2 separate regions of the Columba livia genome follow, and region 2 is linked to region 1. Evidence: chromatin contacts called from public Hi-C data. All regions are on one chromosome and are shown on one strand. The core of a region is the stretch at or near the end of the contact, and the rest is flanking DNA. Distances in the headings are between cores, read along the strand shown. Region 1 holds the start of RNF130 (ring finger protein 130). Region 2 overlaps MAML1 (mastermind like transcriptional coactivator 1).

The links. Hi-C and Micro-C count contacts between places; a contact is called where the count stands out from the background.
Region 2: a contact with region 1 is called in a Hi-C map of liver, with 2.8 times the contacts expected there. The contact joins the enhancer-like site here to the promoter of RNF130 in region 1. A contact is called at or near these places in 2 of 2 Hi-C or Micro-C datasets (crop and liver).

The regions. Positions count from the first base shown.
Region 1 is chr14:7,433,341-7,441,045 of bColLiv1.pat.W.v2, reverse strand. It overlaps RNF130 (ring finger protein 130), which reads right to left and starts at 1,867. Exons shown (of 9, transcript XM_065029802.1): 1 at 1,563-1,867; 2 at 1,201-1,485. The coding sequence starts at 1,635. It overlaps FLT4 (fms related receptor tyrosine kinase 4), which reads right to left. Exons shown (of 30, transcript XM_065029792.1): 30 at 5,163-7,705.
Region 2 is chr14:7,605,832-7,613,409 of bColLiv1.pat.W.v2, reverse strand. It overlaps MAML1 (mastermind like transcriptional coactivator 1), which reads left to right. Exons shown (of 5, transcript XM_065029806.1): 2 at 4,274-5,683. Among named protein-coding and RNA genes, the nearest start is that of MAML1, 9.8 kb to the left of the region's middle. Within about 2 kb of position 3,194, at least 2 of the 3 cell types and tissues checked have an H3K27ac peak away from gene starts, as active enhancers do.

The DNA.
Region 1 (7,705 bases), core at 618-3,117:
CAGCTGCCTCTGAGAGCATAAGGCAGGTAGGATTTGAAGTACAAATTAGAAACATTTTACAGTAGATGTGGTCAAAGATTTCTGCTTCCTCACCCTTCAACCCAAAATATGCTATATTAATATATTCTAGTTAATACTTCACAAAGCTAATGAAATCAAGGTTCAATGAGACTGGCAAGCATCTGCTGATGCACAGCTGGCTTCACACATCCTAGAAGCTTACAGCAGGCTACCTAGCAGGGTGCATTTTGTTCTGAAGACGCATTGAAGTATTTTCTTAATCTTAAGACTTGGTAAATTCTCAAAAGCTTTTAGTAATAACAGTAGTTCTGCATTATCAGTTATTTTTGAAAACTCCTAATATTGACCACTCCGAGTCTAGTTTTAACTGACTACATCGTTTCACTTAATGCATTATTCACAGGTTTACTGTCCAGGAGACGGGTTGGGACCACTGTGATCCATCAAGTGGTTCATTTCTTAAAGGCGGCAGTTTATATAATGTCAAGAAGGGTTTTCCAAATAAGATGCTACTTAACCCACTTCATTATGGCTGAAGTGATTGGCTTTACTTCCGGCAAAACTCAAGATAATACTCTCACTTGTTTAAATTAGTGTTCTCTATAAAACCCAGCATTTCTCAGGAAACAATCAATAGACAGCAGCTTCACTTAAAAATAAACACTTATTTGGAAGGACTACACAGTGTTCAGTACTGCAAACAACCGAATTTTGGACTGGCCATGAATGTAACAGCTTGATAGTCCTTTCAGTCTCGATGGACAGCTTAAACAGCATCTTTAAGAAAGGCACACTGAACGATCACGACTTCATGCAGCTGCAAAAGCCATCCAGATGTGCATCTATCACAGTGAGACAGCTGTGCAGCTGTTCTGAGATCCATGGAATCACTGTAGCCAAATACTATTAACCATCGCTACCGACCCCCCGTAATTAGTTTAGAAATAACAACCTCATCCCTCAGTATGACTAACCTACACGGATCCGTGCAGGAAAACACATTATGCTTTGCAGAGCTGTTACGAAGACCAGCACTCTCGGATCACGGATTTTTTTTCCTTACTATTATTTTCCCCTGGGCAGGTCCTCCCTCTTCTTTTGTCAGAACTCTCTAGGAAAAAGTCTGCAGAGCTCAGACAAAGGCCAAAACCCACCCGACGGCCGCGAAGGGCGCGTTACCTCCGTTGATGGGCACGGGAGTCACCAGCAGGCCCTTGACCTCCACCTTGGGGGAATCCTGCCCGTAGCGGCCGCGGTCGATCCTCAGCAGCGTGGGGCCGCCTCGCTCGGGGCTCAGCACCGTCACGTTGATCAGCGCGGTGTAGTACGCCTGGCTGGCGTTGTCGGCGCCGGCCGGCCGGAGCCGGCAGTGCCAGAGCAGCAGCAGCAGCAGGACGGAGGAGCCGCCGTTCCGGTACCGGCCAGCCCACCACCAGCTCATCTTCGCCTCCGGGCGAGCCGCCGGCCCTCACCGGTCGCCTCCTCCGCTGCTCCCCACGCTCGCTCGCTGCAGCACCAAGTCCCGCACGCCCGCGGGTGTTTTATCCCATCTGACAGCCCGGGAGCACAGAAAGACCAAAAGCAGGCGGAGGGGGGAGGAGAGCACGGGCTCATGCCATGGGAGGAGCCAGGGCAGGCATGGCAGGTCCCAGCCGAGTCCGATCCGCCAGCCGCGGCCCCGGGGAGAAGCCGCTCGGGGCGAGCCCCACTCCGCCGGCCCCTCAGGGCGCCGCGCTCATGCCGCCCGCCTGCCGCCGCGGGGGAGCCCCGGCCGCCCGCCTCTGCCCGGGCCGGCCGAGCGGAGGGGAGGAGGTGGGGGCGGCGCCGCGGCCCCCTCCCCGCACAGCCCCGCGCCGACACCGAGGAGGCCGCCGGGAGGAGCCGCCGCTGCCGCCTCAGTCGCGCTCACACACGGTCGCGGGGCTCGCCGCGCCGCCTGGCTTCTCGGGGTTCGCCGCTGCCTTAGTGCGGCGGGCAGCGCATCCCGCTGCCCAGGCCAGCGGCCGCAGCCGGTGATCGCCGCTCCATGCTCGGCTCGGCTCGTCCCGAGGCCCCCACGCCTTCCCGCAGCCACGCCGCTCACCGCCGGCTCCGCGCCCGGCGCCTCGACTGCAGCCCGGCGCTGCCCGCACTGCGCAGGCGCGCCCCGCCCCGCCCAGCGCCACGAGGGCGAGAGGCGGGGCCGGAGGGGCGAGAGCCACGCCCACAATGGGGAGGGGCGGAGTCCTGATGTATGACGTCACCGCGGGTGCGGTGACGTCAGGAAGGCGGCCATGGCGGGGGTGCGGGGTTGCAAGGGACACTTGGCTCTGGCGACCCGCGGTTCTTCAAGGAGCGCGGTGTAGCGACACACGCGGCTCGTCAGTATCTGGAATCTCCAGATCAGGAGCAATGACCATCAAAAAGAGACGAGAGATGCTGTAAAAGTGTGTCTGAAAACGGGGAAAGGGGCTGGATGTGCGCGAAGAGGTGGGGTGTGCTCCATGTGCGCAGTTAGTGCTGAGAGGGCTCTTGGGGCAGGAACAGCACGGCCTCTGGGTCAGGATTTGGTCACTCCTACCTAGTTTGGGGTTACTCACTCCTGGCATGCTAAATTGGGAAATTTTACAAGCACTCAAATGTTGTTAATAAATATTAATCCCATGAAATATTGCAAAACAGGACTTAGATTAATAACTCTAACAACATAGTTTTAAGGATTTTGGCTTCTTAAAGGTGTAATAAATTAAGGGCCACCTCGGATTTTGAAAGGCAATCTATCTGAAAATCATTTATGGCAAAGAAACCAAGTACTGCAGGGATGTGAGTTAGGATATTTTCTAAATTTCTGAACAAATAGCTGTGCTGCTGTTCTTCTGAGAGGCGGTCTCCTTGGTGACTTCCCCAGCTGCTTGGGAAGGCCCTCCCATAAGCCTGGTGTTTAACCTAAAGCATCTTATTAAACTGTTCTTTTTTTGGAAGGTTCTGTAGTTTGCCCATTTGTGATGCACCTGGTCGCATATACAGGCAAGATAACATCACCAAAGCTCAGTCTGTTTCCTTGAGATGCACATGGTGGGTCTAACCCTGCCCTTGCAGAGACCCACGTGTGCCCAAGGAAAGCAGCAGGCTTGCAAACCTGGGAGCAGGATGGACCTGTGGGCTCTGCTGATGCCATGTCGCTTGTGGCTCTGTAACAAGAAGCTGTTTAGTAAAACCTCTATAGAAACAGAAATACAGCACAAGAAACCTTTCTGAAGCAGCAGCTGAACGTTCTACTTCCGCTTTAAAAAAATTAATATTAAATTTTGCTCTTCTTGATAAATGCTGGGTGAGGAACCACGTGCCATTAGTGGCTTCTCAACATTTCACCTGAACTTTCACCCCACCCGGAGGGCGCGACTCGTGGCAAACACGCTGATACTGCACCGTGCAGGACACATTTTGGCGCCGTTCTCGTAGTGCAGACACCGTTTTGATGCAAAGTCCTGTGCTTCGTTGCTGAAATGTCCTCCGAAGGGGCCAAGGAGTCCTAGAGCCTGAAGGATTCATTGCTATTACTGCGCTGACCTTCAGGGAAGGATCTCAAAGCACTTTTGGAAAGCACTCAGACAACATTCACTTGCTGTGTTAGAAGCAAAACAAGACAAAGGGCCCAGCCAGTGACTTCCCAGTTCCCTTTTCTTACCACAAGAAGGTGGCTTCATGTTTCACCCTATCCGGTTTCCTGTGGGCTGCGTTTCTGCTCAAATCCACGCGCAGGGGCTGCCTGCTTGGTCCTGTCCACATCCCTCCCCACGCAGCAGGAGCCGGGAGGTTGCTCTGTGCCAGGCTGCTCCTCTCCTGCCTTCCTAAAAACTATGCCTTGAAAATGCACCACAGGAGCCATGTCACAAAAACTACACGTCACAAGAACTGCCTCCTTTGTGCCACTTCCCTCTGCTGGTGGGGCTGGATGAAGAGGCTGGAGCTGAGGGGATGTCTCCATGTCTCCCCACCATGCATAGGGCAACCAATGGCTATTCCTCAGGGGACATTTTTCTGGTGGACAAATGGCACTGAGGTCTTTCCAAGTCACCACAGGGCTGGGGAGGGAGCCGTGGCTCAGGTTTCACTTTGGCTCCTGATGACTTTTCTTCTTGAGGAACGGCCATAAATCCATATTGAAGGGTGATTGTAATAGGAAATTCCCTTCTGAAAGGAACAGAGGGCCCAATATGCAGAGCTGACCCTCATCTTAGGGAAGTTTGTAGTCTACCCGGAGCCCGGATCAAGGATATTGCTAGAGAGCTCCCCAAATTGGTGCACCCGACAGACTACTACCTGCTGCTGGTCTTTTTGAGAAAAAACTTCTTCTCAGTGAGGGTGACAGACACTGGAACAGGCTGCCCAGGGAGATTGTTGAGTCTCCTTCTCTGGAGACATTCAAAACCCGCCTGGACATGTTCCTGTGCGACCTCCCCTAGGCGTTCCTGCTCCAGCAGGGGGATTGGACTGGATGATCTTTTGAGGTCCTTTCCAATCCCAAACATACTGTGATACTGTGATATGTGGATTTACTCCCTGGGCACGGAACACTTCCTTCAGCCCCGATCCCGCCCGTGACTCACACCCGCCCTCGGCTTTCCCGTCAGGTTCCACATCCCCGCACGGCCCCGCCGCCATCTTCCCTCCGGGCTCTGCCCGCCGGGCTGAGGGCGCCACCTGCAGGACGCCGCCGGCACCTCCGCCCGGCGCGGGCTCGTCAGGGCGGCAGCGCCGAGCGGGCTCCGTGCGCCGAGGAGACGGGGTGTCCGGAGGGCTCCGCCGCCCTGGGTCTCGCTGGGAGGGGAAGGAGGGCAAAGAGAGGCCGCGGAGCCAGACCCCGGCGCCGAGGCGGTGAGGAAGGGACACGGGGCTGAGGGAGATGGCCGCGGGGCAAAGGCCTGGGCGCAGGGCTTCTGTCAGCGAGCTCAACCAAAGTGTATCCGGCTTCTTCATGAGGAAAGACCGAGATTCATCCTGGCTGGAAATACCACAAAAGCCAGCTATTTCCTGGAGGATGCGGGGAAAAGGGACACAAATGTAAAAATAATAAACCCAATTGATTGCCTGGGCCAGAGTGGGGCTGCCGGGGTGCCGGGTGGAGCGGTGCCCGCGGCCTCCAGGAACCAGGGAGCAGATGCCAGTTACAACTTTATTCATTTCCACATTTAGATATTACAACGAAACCCTTAATGACAAAAGTATAACAAGTACTATAGGAGGAGAGGAAAGAAAGCTGGTTTGATATATAACCGTGAACTTCCAGAGACAAGACTCAACGTGAGTTATAAACACTCACATACGCTCTCTGGTAGGAAAACTCACACATGCAAACACCCAAACACTCACCCACAAAACACACACAGACCACACTTTTGTACTCGCGCATAACCCATGTTGTAACCTAAAACCACTGAAACATTGAATGCTGCTGTAGCAACAACAGGTACCAGGTTAAAATATTGCAATATAAATGAAGTGTTACTTGATACACATTTTTTTTTCCAGAGATGCACATGTATTTGCAAGTAGGGGACCCAATGCTTTGTTTCATGAGGGAGGAATGTCCTCTGAACACCAACACTTTGTAAGGAAAAATGAGACTGTGCATAGACTGGGAACAGTCATTTTAAAGGAGGATGATGATAAATAGCTTAGCTTCAGTGTTGAGTTCCAATAAAAAGCCCGAACAAAAGAAAACACTATGAACAGAGCAGGCACATCAAACCCTGGGTTTTAAAAGTTGAAATGCTCCCTTGTCACTGTGGAAAGACAGACAGCACTATTGCTTCACACCCTCAAACCAAACCAGACCAGCTTCATTTCATGCTCACACTTATCTGGAGAGTATAAAAAAATGACAGAAATAATGCAAGAGTGTGCAGAAGGGTATCAGGTTTGTACACTCTAATTTTAGTATACTTTTAAGAGAGTGAAAGTACAATTGTCTGAACAGCTATTCAATATCCCGCACTATAATTGTTCTTCAGTAGGAGTGTCTGAAGAGGAACCAGCATTTGCTGCTGTCATGTTGGTGCAGTGCTGTTGACGCAGATACAACAGGACCTGATTCCACCTCTCCCCACCAAGATGGTGCAAAAGAGAGAAAATAAACTTCTGTCGAGTCGAATTATTTGAATGTTCAAAAAGCAGACGTCACACCAGTGCTTTCCCCAGAGTGAAACAGGGGATTGTTAACAATGGCTCTAATGAAGTAACCCAGCTCCACAGGGATATTTGTGAGCAGTTTACAGCTGAACCTGGAGACAAAGCGCAGCTGTCCTGGCAGGTCGAGAGTGCTGACAGCCAGCCAGGGTGCTCAGATGCCTCTGTCCCCTTTCTGCTGGGGAATCTGGCCAGTGTGCTGCAAGTGTCGGGCTTTCTAATGCGTTTCTATCCCTCACATATGGACCTTGGAATTCTGTTTTTCAACAATTTATTTATAGGCCTCGTTGTTGAGCTTGCTCTCAGATGGGCCTGTGTTTCCAGGCAGAGGACTCTTTTTGAAGCGCTGCAAACAGGAGAGCCTAGGTCCTATGGGTGCACATCACCCAGCAAACAGCCTGAATTTAGCTCAGCCCTCTGCTACCTTCCACCCACATGAATGCCGGTGGAGACCCTCAGCAACATGAGGCACACACAACCTTCCTTCTGTCAAGGGAACCACCAGTTCAAAAACCAGGGCAAGATGAGGGCAGGAGAATATGGTCTGTCCTACAGCCCGTTGGCTGTCCTGCTCCCTTGGCCTGGCTCTCCAGCATCTCCTGCCAGAGGATTCTTACTGAGTCATAACAATTACTTAAAGATGCTTAAGCTCCTGGCAACTTCAGGGGACACCAGTAGAAGTCAGGGAATTCGTTGTCACATGCAGTCTCCAATTTCACATCCTGAGCCATTTTGGCTCAAGCTGGTCCAGTTTTGTGCCTCTTCTTGCCATGGAAATCACAGCCATATCATCCTGCTGACACGAAAAGGAAGGGGAGCATTGAGTGCTCTGCACAGGCTTAGAGAATCTGAATGACGGGCATGTTTTTCCCATGTGCTAAATAAATCTCCCCATTACACTTGTGTGGAGAACTATAATTAAGACTTGGGAAAGTCATCGGTAAGGACTCACAGGCTCACGTCAGGAAACGCATAAAAATCTCTGCCGGAAATGAAATACAGTTTAGGAAAGCAGTATGTCTGACAGGAAACACAATTTTTAAAGTCCAAAGCAAACCCTTGGCGCTGTGTGTAGAGGTGTGGCCTGCAACTGAGAAGCCCTGGTGCAAGGAGCTCTGCCAGCCACAGGCGTGTGGGAGAAGAGGAGATGCCAAGCTGTTCAGACAAGCTTCTTCACCCAGACGCCTCCGGCGGTGACGTGACCACACTCTGGGGCTGAGCTCTCAGATTGTGAGCAGGATAGAAAGAAGTAGGTGGGAAGTGGTGAGGCAGCAGCACAGAAATCTGTAGAGAAGGGCTGTGGAGGTTCCCCAGAGCTCTGAATTCACGTGGTATCTTTCAGAAACAAAAGGCCGAAGTGATGAGATGTTTCCTCAGCAAATGAATGTTTTGTAGTCCCCCAGAGGTAATTGCACTGTGCTGGTGGCTCTACAACAGAAACTGGCGAGGAGCAGATTGGGCAGAGTGCCTCATTAGAACCAGGGAACCAGGGCAACGGGAAAGGTCACGGTGCAAA
Region 2 (7,578 bases), core at 1,945-4,444, 170 kb before region 1:
TGCACTGGACTCTGAAGTTCTGGACTCTGCCAGTGCTAACAGAAGAGCTGGAGATGAAGGTTTAGAGCTTTTCCCATTTCTTGTGAGGCTCATGGCAGTTTGTGGACAGCTTTCCTGGAGCTCCCCAGCTGCCCTTGCAGTACAAACTCAATGTGGCTGAGCATCGGGGTGGTAAAACTGCTGGGTTTAAGATGGAGACAGAACATAGCTTATCAAAATTGTGTTGCCCATCTTCTGATGGAAGTGTTGTTGTTTGGCTGGGCATGTGTCCATCCCTGGCACTGTGGTTCTCTGTCCTAGTCAGGTACGGCGTGGATGTCCTGGAGGTTATATGGTCAGAGGCTGCTGGTGTCGGGCGTCTCTTGTGCTGGGTGACACCAGGGGTTTGTGTTTGTGTTCCTCACGTGAGGAACCCACAGTTAGGGCCTGACTTGCATGTGCACTCCTGCCATACCAAGTGTCTTTAGTATCTTTACTACTGTTTTGCTGGTGTGAATAAAATGCAGCTCTGATGTGATGTGGAGAAGGCACAGCCTGTGGCCCTTTCAGAAACTCCATATCCCATCGTGGGCCGAGGGGCCGAGGCTTGTGTGCATCCCCTGCTGTGCACTGTTCTCTGCACAGAGAGCTTAAGTACTTTGGATAAATGCTTTTGGGGTAATAGTTTTAGGCCAAGCTAAAGAGATCTTGGAGGTCTATCTGTTGTTAAGAAGTTGAGTAGGCTGGAAAATTGGGAATACATTTCTGTATCTGATCTGGTGACAATGGAAATGGTTCATTCCTGCGTTACAAATAAAATTGCTTGATTCTGCTAAGAAAACCAGGGACAGCATAGCAGAGGGCCACTGTGCCTTACAGGGTGATAGTGGACAATAAAACTAAAGCTGAAGGGATTTTCCTAGTGAGTAGAAAGCTATGATTTACTTTTGTCAGCATTTCTTCTCTTTTATTTTTTTGAGTTTTGGCAGAAGAGAGCAGGTTTTTCTTGCCTTGAGAACTCTGTTGGAGCAGCTTGATACGTAGATAGCTTGTAGTCTGACTTGTGTCTCACATAGTCCTTGTTGCTTTTTTTTCCCTAAACCCAGATTATTTGGCTGGATACAGACAAATAGGGCAAGAACTGAATATTTCCTTTTTCTGTTATGAAATCAAGATCTGAGATAATATGTAAGAAATGCATATAAGAAAAGAAATTCACAAGAGAAAGTTGCACTATTTGAAGAGTAGTTGTATGAATGTATTTGGTGTGAGAATTTCAGGCTCTGTTACTCAAAATTGAATATGAATAAATAAAAGGTATCAGAATGTATGTGTAATGGCAGAGGAGAAGGAACCCGTAACTTTTGGTTCCCACATATTTTTGTAACACTGTCTTTTCCAGAGAGAAGAAAGAAGGTAGAATATGGTTACTAAGTTAGTTTTAAGCTGGTTATATGTAGATAGTGTATATGTAGATAGTGTAACTACAGTGTAGACTTACTGCAATAAGTCGTGTTAATGTGAAAAGTGAACTAGGATGCAAGTGCATTTGGTGAATAGTTTCTAAAATTCAGAAATTAAGTGTCCTGGTTACAAACTGGGTTCAATCTTTTCTGGTGAGGGTAGAAGACAAGCAGATTTTCTTCTCTCTTACGTGTCTATTGGCTATTACGTGTACATGTAGGATATGTTTCAAATAATCTTAGATGTAGCTGAGGTGAAGCAAGGCTGGAAGCAGTCACCCTCAAATTTTAGTTCATTCCTGAGTTTATTTAAGTTACTTTTTATTTAATATCCCTTTCTGACAAAGGAATGTAGATTTAGGTGAAAGGAGGACTTTGTCTAGAGTAACTGAAGTCAAGATATCACCAAGAATCAGATATCTGAGCATTATGACTGTTAAAACTCATATACATATGAAAGCACCTACATGTTTTTATTGAGGGAAGGAGCCTATGATGAATATTAGAGGTCTGTGTCTCTTTCTAGACTACAGTACATGTAGTTTATAAGCACGGATGATTTAATTTTAGGTTAGTTGTATACATTGCAAATGTGGAGTACAGCAGCAAAGACCTTAGCACGTAACAACTTTTGCAATATATGTCCAGCAACCAAGGTGGGTTCTGCAGCCTGTGAAGAGCTGTGTGCAATTATCACTATAAAGCCACCAAAATCCTCATTGCCTTGAGTTGTCTATAAGAATGATAATTATATCAATGACCAGAATGGGCATACATTTGTTTTTAATATAGAAATTGGAAATAATATGTTCAGTATACAAAACCAAATTATTACTTTTGTCAGTTTTCAGGGGGTGTGTTTTCCCCTAATGATTTAGAATTAAGGATGATCCATTCCCAAACTTCGAGTGATTGACTCATCATATGACCTTGAGCAGGTTACTCATCCACCTTCAGCTTCAGTTTTCCCAGTTGGAGAATTATGTAAACAATGGGAAACGTGGCTGAAAGGCAGATGTTGGGATTAAGTTAAAGCTTTCTGGTGTTAGTTTTGCCTTTTTACATAACAAGGAAAATTTCATAGGTGTTTTTTTCAAGTCAGTATTTGAAAAATTCACTCTAGATCTGCTACTTCAAGCTGTAGACGTGATATTCAGATGAAGAGAGCTCAAGTTTCAGTCTCTACTCCAGATGTACCTCATCTCATCTTAGCAGGTCTTCTGCTACTCTCACTACTCTGCTACTATATTCATGAACCATCTGGAAGATCATAGTTTCCTGGGAAGCTACAGTCTGTCCCTCAGATATACATATGATTTTGCTGCTACCTATGAAAGCGTTAAACAAATAGTGGTTTGTTGGTTTTTTTTTCTGAAGGTCAGCTAACTGTAGACTGTTTAAAAAAAATTACAACAATTAACTGTGAACGAGTCCTTCCATCATTAAATCAAAGAATGCTGTTGCCCAGGCAAGCGCTGTGAAATTCTTCTGATAATTTATGCTGGCTCTACACACAACCTCTTGCTTGAGCACTGAGATCTTGAGGTTTCCCCTGTTTGTTCTTGGATGAGACAGCTTTCCCCTAGGGTGAGTGGACTTGCATCGTGGAGACTGCAAGTAATATTAAAATAAGCATACTTGTCGTGAGGGTTGTTTAACGAGCTGCTTCTCTGCCATCTGAGCGTGCTGTGGGGTGAATCAGGCTGCAGCTGGGCAGCTGTTTGTGGGGCTTCTCCTCGTGTGTCCTGCTGGGACATACAAAGGGATGTGGGACAGGCCGGGAGCTGGCAGAGCTTTCCCTCTCCGAGCACACTGCTCCCTTTGGGCAGCCTCTCTGCCTGCCAGGGTTGGCTGTGGTGTGGTGCTTCCAGCACAAGCAAAGCACTACTGTTGTTTTTTACAGAATGCACCTGAGGGAAGGAAGAGTTTGTAGTCATCTTTGATGTGTGTGTAAATTCTGTTTTCAGATGTTCTTGACGTCACTGGAAAGAACTTTATACTTGAAAGCCTGCTGGCAGGAAAGAAGCTGAACAAAGCCTCTCGAACTCTGCTTGTTACTATTGCTGTACCCTCCGCTTGCTTCTAGGTGGCACTGTGAGAAAAAGAATATGTGCGTTCACTGGCCATGAGAAGCCAACTGTCGGGCTGGTTGGTGCTGTGCTGGTCACAGTGCAGAGAGGAGCAGCTGGTGAATACTCTGGGAGAAAGGAGCAAACTTCCTTTGCCGTGATAGAATTGACTGAACTCTGAATTGCGTTTTACATAAGCGTGAAACGGTGGTGGCCTAGTGACAAACGGGCTTTGCTTTAGTACCAAAAATGTGATAGTGTACAAAATGTGTATGTGTAGTTCTTTTCTAAAAATTATAATCACAAGAGGAATTGTTCTTTTTCTCTAAATATTTACATTTGAAACTGCTTTATAAAGCAGTGTTACAGAACAATTTTACCATGTGTACACGGGCAAAATAAAATACACGGTTTTATTCACATCCAAAGTTTGAATCTTAACATTCTTCAATGTTTTTGCATTTAGAACAGGAAAAATCGTAGTATGTTCTGGTTCACAGCAGCTTTTGGTTTTGGTTGAAGGATGGCTCTGTTTGGTGCAGTACATATTTTTGAAAGTCTGTCCTAACAGACTGTAGAAGGGAAGTCATCTCAAGTGATGACTTGTAAAGCAAATCTTATCAAAGCACAGATCTAACTGCTTTTTTTTTTCCTAAAATGCTTTAGTTAGTGGTAAACAGTGTTGTCACAAGAAATAAAAATCCTAATCTATGAAACATTAAACTAATCCTCTCTTTTTTTTGTTTTTGTTTTTTTTAGCAGCTCCATGAGACTGTGAAAAGAAAGCTCGATAGTGCCGCTTCCCCGCAGAACGGAGACCAGCAGAATGGCTACGGTGATGTCTTTTCTGTGTCCAAGAAACTGCGTCGTGATGATGGTCTTGGTGGAGTGAGTGGTTCTTCCAATGGAATGCCCCCTGTGTCTCCACTCCATCATCTCGACAAGAAATCTGGCAGCGGAGATACCTTACAGCTTAACGGAAAACATCCGATGGGGCTGGATGGCATCAGCAAGAAGTGTCTTCCAGATACCAACCTGCAGATGAATGGAGGTGGTGATGCCGATGACTCATTTCCTCTGAGTTTGAACAAAGAGCTGAAGCAGGAGCCTGTAGATGATCTTCCATGTATGATTGCTGGAGCAGGGGGTTCTATCTCGCAGAATAACTTGATGCCCGATCTTAATCTTAATGAGCAAGAGTGGAAAGAACTTATTGAGGAGCTTAATAGATCAGTGCCTGATGAAGACATGAAGGATCTCTTTAATGAAGACTTTGAAGAGAAGAAAGACGCAGATTCTTCAAATTCAGCTGCACAGACTCCGTTGCCACAAGATATTAACATAAAGACTGAGTTCTCCCCAGCACCCTTTGAACAGGAACAGATGGGATCTCCTCAGGTTAGATCCACTTCTTCAGGTCCAGCATTTATTGGTGCTCCTTCTGTACCTGTAAGTGCCGCTTCTCCAGCGGTTGGTAGTTCTCAGGCTATATTTCAGCCTTCCAGTCAATCAATGACTGAAAATCCTACTCAGCCCATGATGCAGGCATCAAACCACTCTCAAAACGTCCAGAGGCCTCTCCCCAATGTGTTGTTACCTGGGAAGGGTGCAGGAAGTGCCAAAGAAATGTCTTCTGCTCATCAACTTCAGCAGATTGCTGCCAAGCAGAAGAGAGACCAGATGTTGCAGAACCAGCAACAAGCTTCACAAGTTCACCAGACAAATCAAATGTCTACTTGGCAACAGTCTGGGCCTTCTCATAGTCCACTGGCTGTCCCATATACCATGGAAAACCCCACCAGCCCGTCAGTTTACCAGCCAGACTTCAACAATCAAAAACTCATGATGCCTAATATGGGAAACAAAAGCTCGCCGAGAGCTGGAGGCAATTACCATGTGAACATTTTGGGTCATCAGCAAAACAGCTTGAACCAGAACCCTGTGAATAGTCAAGGCTCGATGCTGGACTATGGGAACACCAAACCCCTTTCACATTACAAAGCAGAATGTGAACAGGGGGTTCCAGTATCTGGGCAGAACAAGCCCCCCATGTTGGCCTACATCCAACAACGCCAGCAGGCACCGCTGGCTCACGTGAGCGATGACCAAAATGGGATGATCCTGTTGAAACCCAAATCTGGAAACATTGCCTACCGACTACCGCACAGTCAGGTGAATGTTCTGGCTTTTATTACTTTTGTTTAGTAGCAGATCCAAGGTTTTGCGAGAGGGTGTTAGATCCGTAAGACTAGAGTACAGATTACCTGGTATTGTTTCAATACAGTTGCTGCATGGTTTTAAAGAAGAAAGATATAATATACAATCAGCTGACACAAGAATCAAGAACTCTGTTTTCCGCTGAGGACAGTTTTTTTAACACTCAGTTCTAAGTCATGTGGTGATGCGTGATTTTCAGCTTTATGTATTTTGTGGGCAACAAATTATGTCATGCTTCATAGAAGCTTCTACTTACAGAGGTAAATAGATGCTTTGTAAACTTTTGCCTAAAATAACTGGTGCGAAACTGTAGTGTTAAACAGTGTTCTCAAAGAAGCTTTGATTTCTTTACCTTCTTTTTAGTCCTTACTTGTGTCAGAGTTGGCTTACTGTATATAAAAAGACATACCTTTGGTTGCTGCTTTTTGAAGAGAGATGGAAGTGGGGGCTGCATTCCTGATTTCTTTGGTGTTACTTGGGACTTTTGAAATCTAAGGTTTTGTTACTGGTTACTCTGGGGATTGAGGAAGTATGGAATAGGAGAGAAATAGATCTGTAAGCATGAGTAACATAGCATATTTGTCTGCTAGAAGCAATGTGCTTCAGGTTTTCTTGTAAAGGAAAAATCCAGCTGCTGCTGCTTTGCCTTACGTAAAACTGATACTACAGCTATTCTGCAGGTGAAAATGTATGTAGTGGATGGAGGGTATAGGCTCACTGGGATTCTGTAATGTGCCTGCAATGCACACAGTGGAGGGCTTGTTGAGAAGAAAGGTCTCTTTTATAAGGATTAAAGCTCCTCTAGCAAAAGCTGTTGGAGATCTGACTCTAGTCATATGTTCCCTCAACAAAACAAAAAACCCATGAGAGATCCAATTAGTCTGTGATGAAGACCACACTGGCATACAAATAAAAATATGGGATCAACGTGTGCTTTATGAGGCACAAAATGTCAGTCTCTGTAAAACGTAGCAGAAGTAACAATCTAATGACATGTTGATGGAAGAAAAATGGAAAAGAGATGATTGTGTGTGTCACATCTCCCCCTCCCTGAAAGACATGAGGATGACCTTGCACCTACACTGCCACGCTTGCACTGCATGAACAGAAATGCTGATGGATGCTTCTTGAGGATTTCTCAAAAGCTTGCGTATAGAACAACTTAGCACAGCTTTACCTATATTTCACTCATGATTTCATATAAACTGCAGAGGGTGAGAACCAGCAGCCGAACCCGTCAGCTGAATTCTGAACTTGAAAGCAGTATTTGCATAACTGGAGATGAGGCTGAACTGTGCTTAAAATGATAAAATTGTCAAATTTCAAATGGATTAGCTGGTACAAAGAGAACAGTATCAGATCCTTCATGATGATAATTTCATGTTATTTTTGCTTATCCCAAGTTCCAATCTGCTAAAAAAGAGTTATGAAAAATTAATGATAACAGGCTTATATGTAGTACTATTTTTCTCTGTGGAATATGGTGATGGTTGAATTGCTGCAAAAGTATGTTAAGACTCATTTTGATCAGTAATAGCCTTCTTCCCTTTCACCTGCAAATAGTAAATACTTTGATACTAAAAAAAGCAACTTGGCGGGGGGGGATAGAAAATCACTTGCTGAATTAAATGTAGACAGAAGAGGCAGAATTTAAATAAGTGTTTTGTATAAGGAAAATTTAAAATGTGGTGTTTGTAAAGCTGCTGCGGAAGTTGACTGAAGCTGGTGTTTGAATTGCTGTTGGTAACCGGTGCCGTTCCTCGGGCTGTACACCCCTGTTTGAGCTGCCCTTGGGGAAGTACTTTGAGACTGAAGTTAAATCCTGAATGTTGTGGAGCTTCTGACCTTAA